Linked DNA regions of Mus musculus: region 1 is linked to region 2. The links are chromatin contacts, called in public promoter capture Hi-C maps. All regions are on one chromosome and are shown on one strand. The core of a region is the stretch at or near the end of the contact, and the rest is flanking DNA. Distances in the headings are between cores, read along the strand shown. Region 1 overlaps Tbc1d13 (TBC1 domain family, member 13). Region 2 overlaps Sptan1 (spectrin alpha, non-erythrocytic 1).

The links. Capture Hi-C pulls out chosen DNA fragments and counts their contacts.
Region 1: a promoter capture Hi-C map of adipose tissue shows a contact between it and region 2. The contact joins two enhancer-like sites. A contact is called at or near these places in 1 of 484 Hi-C or Micro-C datasets (hippocampal excitatory neurons) and 4 of 9 other capture datasets (adipose tissue, embryonic stem cells, liver and 1 more).

What each region holds. Positions count from the first base shown.
Region 1 is chr2:30,151,374-30,154,073 of GRCm38.p6, forward strand. Tbc1d13 (TBC1 domain family, member 13) reads left to right here. Exons shown (of 12, transcript NM_146252.3): 12 at 1-641. Among named protein-coding and RNA genes, the nearest start is that of Gm31080, 9.9 kb to the right of the region's middle. Within about 2 kb of position 1,413, at least 8 of the 459 cell types and tissues checked have an H3K27ac peak or open chromatin away from gene starts, as enhancers often do. A contact at or near this core is called in adipose tissue, where this site is marked.
Region 2 is chr2:29,978,575-29,981,274 of GRCm38.p6, forward strand. It overlaps Sptan1 (spectrin alpha, non-erythrocytic 1), which reads left to right. Exons shown (of 57, transcript NM_001177667.1): 2 at 1-42; 3 at 1,503-1,628. Among named protein-coding and RNA genes, the nearest start is that of Sptan1, 14 kb to the left of the region's middle. Within about 2 kb of position 1,432, at least 10 of the 459 cell types and tissues checked have an H3K27ac peak or open chromatin away from gene starts, as enhancers often do. A contact at or near this core is called in adipose tissue, where this site is marked.

The DNA of each region.
Region 1 (2,700 bases), core at 163-2,662, 170 kb after region 2:
TTTTACTATTTATTTGGACACAGGCTAGCTATTTATTGCAGAGTGGCAAGTGACCTGGGGAGGAGTGGCCAGGATGCTAAAGGAGTTGGAGAATTCAAATATGGATTGTCTTATTCCCCAAGGTTAACCCTGACATCCTCTCCCCGTTCCTGCCTGAGAGGGCTGCCAGCTTTACCCTAGAGCCGAGTATAAGGGAGGCCATATACACTCCCGCCATCTTGACCGCCCCCAGACCTAGGACTTGGTAGCTGGTAGCTCAGCCCCAGTACTGCTCCCTTTGTTGACTGGGACGCAGCAAATGCTGCCCAGGACGCGGATGCATTCATTCCTTCTTGCCTGCCTCCCCCACCCCACCCCTTGCCCCGTTTCCTGGGACCATGCTACTGGAATCACTGCATCTGATTTGTTTCTGTGGGAGACCTGCATCCTGTGCCCACCACTTGGTCCTTGAGATGAAGGCCAAGGACATGGAGACTTTGTCTTGGGTAGGGTGGCTCCGCAGTTGGACGCTGCCTGAGGGAAGGATCTGCCCTTGATTCTTAAGGGGGAACCCCGAGCCTGAGCTCCTGCAGCTCCCGGGAGCTCAGCAGGCCAGGGCTGTTGATGAGTCGTCCTTAATAAACTGTGCTCTTTACCATGCGTGTCGGTGCTGTGCTGGCTGGACTTGAGACTTTGGAGGAGAGGAAACAGTTGGAGCAAGGACAGAGCCAGAGTCCCTTAGAGTGTTCTAAGACAGACCAGGAGATGCTTGCCAAGACACTTGCAGTTCGGCTGCGGCCAGCCAGAGACGGCCTTAGGAAGGAGGAGGTGCGCCTGGGCACACATTATTATTAATCTTCTTACATTATATTTCTTTGTGTGCAGCCTGCGGGTGAGGGAGTCTAGCTGGCATTGGTTCCCTCTTGCTATCATGTGGGTCCCAGCAAACTCAGGGCTGCTGTGAGCACCTTTACCCACTGAGCCAGCCATCTCACGCACTTCCGGCAGCGCATTGTTCCTTAGGTCATTTAATACTATGTTTTATTTAGTTTTGCTATGTAGTTCAGGCTACTCTTGTTCATCCTGTAGAGCCTCTGAGGCCAGGGTCTCTGCCTCCTGGGTGTTGGGGTTAAAGGTGTGTACCAAGCACACTGCTAAAAACACAAGTATTTCCCTCTGCCAACTGTAAACTCTGAAAATGATAAATGCCACTTGCAATACCTAGAAGAAATTAAAGTGTTTAGGGATTTTGTGCCAGTCATAGAGCCCAGGCCCACACACACATCGAGCAAGCACTGTGTCACTGAGCCGGAACCACAGTCCCGAGAATACTGAACACGGTAAATAAAGGCTTGGGAGAAACTGGAGGAGGAGCAGAGAACAAGACGGCTCTGCGTCCCCGGGTCAGAGACATCACAGGAGTGAATGTAGTCCCTATCCAAATGCCACTGTGGCCAAAGGTGCTGGCACATGCTCTAATCCAGCGCTCCACAAGGAGGAAGGATCCTGGTAAGCTGGATACCAGCCAGCTCTGTGTAGTGAGTTCCAGTCTTCCTGGGACTGCCTATTGAGGCCTTTCCTGAAACAAAACTTCTATGACATTGGGGTGTAGCTCAGTGGCAAAATGTTTGTTTTGCCTGTCTGAGACTGTGGGTCAGGTCCCTGACACACGTACACACACACACACACAGGTATGCACACACAACTCACAGAAAAGGAGGGAAATCTGAAAATGGGTTAGGGAGCCATAAAAGATCCCAGGTACCCAATATAATCCTGAGCAAACAGGACAAAGCTGGGGGCCAGCTTTAAACTTCTAACTTACGGTAATTACAACACGATGCTGGTGAGAGGGACCACTTGCCATTGACCAACAGAACAGGAAGCCCAGAAACAGGTAGGAATCTTGCAATTCATCTGTTTAAAGGCTCTTTGTTTGTTTAGGAATTTTTATTTTTTAAACAGGATTTCTTTGTGTAGCCCTGGGTATCCTGGAACTTGCTCTGAGGACCAGGCTGGCCTCAAACCCATAGAGATTCATCTGCCTCCTGAGTGCTAGAATTAAAGGCATGCACCACCACTGCCCAGAAAATGTGTATGAGTGCTTGCCTGCTGTATGTGTGCTTGGTGCCTATGAGGCCAGAGGAAGGCATATCAGATCCCCAGGTTACAGAAGGTTGTGAGCTGCCATGTGGGTGCTGGGGTCTTCAAGAGCAGCCAGTGCTCTTAACTGCTGAGCCATCTCCAGCATTTGGAATCAGTTGACTTTTGACAAAGGAGCCAGAACATGATGAAGAAAAGACAGTCTTCAGTAAATTGTGCCCAGAGAAATGATTTTCCACACAGAACAGTGAATATATTCGTAGCATTCACAAGCACCAAAAAATTCAATTGACCATTAGTGGAAGAATAAAGAGAAGCTGGTATAGATCTCCATGGTAAACTTCTTTGCTCTCCTGTGTGTGTTTGATGCCTCACCCTAGATGGGCCTCAAACCCATGGTTATTCTGCCCCATCCTCTCTTCCTGAGATTACAGGTAAGAATGACCATGCCCGATTACTATTCATTAGCGTTTAATTGTGTGTGTGTGTGTGTGTGTGTGTGTGTGTGTGTGTGTGTGTGTGAGAGAGAGAGAGAGAGCACATATGCGTGCATGCCCTTGTGCCAATCAGCTCCAGGACAGCCAGAGCTACACAGAGAAACCATGTCTCAAAACAAAA
Region 2 (2,700 bases), core at 182-2,681:
GTTGCATCTGATGAGAACTACAAAGACCCAACCAACTTGCAGGTATGTCTGAGTACCAGCAGTTCTTGCCTCTCAAAAGTCAGGGGCCCAAAAAAGGTTGGGTAGCTATAATGTAAGTCAGACACATTGTAAAGACCAACTCTGTGCTCTGAGAAGACCCTAACATATGAGGGGTTGGGGCGGAGTAAGAGTGGCTTTCAAGCATGAGGTTTTCTTTTCGGTATACTTTAAACTCGTGATTCTCAACCTTCCTAATGCTGCAGTTCCTCATGTTGTGGTGACTCCCAACCATAAAAGTATTTTTGTTGCTATTTTATAACTGTAATTTGCTACTATTGTTGGATCATAATGTGAATATCTGTGTTTCTGATGTTTTTGCTGACCACACAGCTTGAGAACCACTACTTTAAACTGATAGTTCTATTTTTGGGATGGTGGGTGGGGGTTTGAGGCAGGGTTTCTTTTTTTTTTTTTTTTTTTAAGATTTATTTATTTATTATATGTAAGTACACTGTAGCTGTCTTCAGACACTCCAGAAGAGGGCGTCAGATCTTGTTACAGATGGTTGTGAGCCACCATGTGGTTGCTGGGATTTGAACTCCAGACCTTTGGAAGAGCAGTCAGGTGCTCTTACCCACTGAGCCATCTCACCAACCCTGAGGCAGGGTTTCTCTGTGTAGTCCTGGCTGTCCTGGAACTCACTCTGTAGACCAGGCTGGCCTCAAACTCAGAAATTCGCCTGCCTCTACCTCCCAAGGGCTGGGATCAAAGGCATGTGCCACCACGCCCGGCTGGATTTTTAGTTTTTAATACAGGGTCTTCCTGTGCTGCCCTAGCTGCCCTGAAACTCAATATGTAGACCAGGCTAGCCTCAAACTCAGAGATTTACCTGCCTCTTCTGGTGTGTCTGCAGAGAACAACAGTGTACTTGCATACATTGAATGAATGAATGAATGAATGAATGAATGAATGAATGAAAGAAATGTAGGCAAGGTTTAAGCAAGTGGAATGTGAATGACTGAATTAAACAAGGTAAACATGAAGCCAGGCGTGGTGGTGCACGCCTTTAATCCCAGCACTTGGGAGGCAGAGGCAGGCGGATTTCTGAGTTCCAGGACAGCCTGGTCTACAGAGTGAGTTCTAGGACAGCCAGGACTACACAGAGAAACCCTGTCTCAAAAACAAACAAACAAACAAACAAATGAAAAACAAAAAACAAAAAAACAGGGTAAACACTGAGAGCTAGGAAAACTGAGTGTGGTCTTGTTTCTCTAGATAAAACTGCTTTTCCATAGACAATAAATTTAAATATTCTATAGTGTCTTGCACCTGCCATGTTGAAAGTGCTCACAGGCCAGGGTTGTAGAGATACATAGCCTTTGTATTTGAGTGGTTGCCTCCCTCACTAGAGCAGATGGGAATGAGGACAAGGGACCTTTGGTGTGGGGACAAGAGGAGTGTTGTGTGGTAACACTTGGGGCTTACTTGTGTTCCACTACCAGGGAAAGCTGCAGAAGCACCAAGCCTTTGAAGCTGAAGTACAGGCTAACTCAGGAGCCATTGTGAAGCTGGACGAGACAGGAAACTTGATGATTTCTGAAGGGCACTTTGCATCTGAAACCATCCGGGTAAGTAGGAGTACTATCTGGTCTGAAAGCCTCCCCTGCAGGAGCGGTGAACACTTTAGAAGCTCAGCTTTTCCATACTCGAGACACTACATCTTCTAGTGAAATCCACAAGCCAGATATTATTATGATTGAAAGCAAGACTGGAAGCCAGGGTTTGTGTGTGTGGTAGGAACAGTATTAGTATTCTTGCAGTAGAGTGAGTCAGCATATGTTCATTTGTTAAAGAAGGTTGGTAATACTATTATTTAGTATTAAGGGAGAGAGTACACTTTTCTCTTTGCCATGTTGATTTTCTCAAAGATACACTTTTATCTGGCCTACCTTGGATGCCCTTTTTAAAACTGTAGTTTCTGTTTTTGAATTCTATATGTGTTTGTGCGTGAGCACTCAGACTCAGAGGATGCTGGATTCCTTGAGGCAGGAGTTAGAGGTGGTTGTGAGCTGCCTGTGTGGGTACTGGGAACTGAACTCAGGACTCTAACAGAGGTATGTATACATCACTAAGTCATCTCTGAAGCCCTTGGATACATAGACTTCTTGTTTGTCTGTATGTTTTGTTTTCTTTCTTTGTATCAGGATCTAGCTGTGCTTCAACTCTTGTCTCGGCTTCCCAAATGCTGAGATTATAGTGTGTGTTACTTCATCAAAGACCTTTGTGCCATATTTGCCCTGCTGGCATCTTACATGCTCTGGGTATTCTGGAATGAACTTTACTGACTTTTTGGGTGAATCTAAGCATTTTTTTTTCTTTTTTTAGATTCAAGACACAGTTTCTTTGTGTAGCCCTGGCTGTCCTAGAACTAGCTTGGTAGACCAGGCTGGCCTTAAACTCACAGAGATCAGCCTGCCTCTGCCTCCTGGGTGTTGGGATTAAAGGTGTGCAGCACCATGTCCAGCTAGGAACTGTTAATTATTAGTAATGATTTTAAGGAAAGGGAGTGCTGGTTGTCCTATGACCAAATGGTTAATTATATTGAACTCATTTGGCTAGTGTAATACATCTCTCAATTAAATACAAGTATTTTCCATCGTTATTAGGTAAATGAAGTCAGTTGGCTTCTTACTTCTGAAT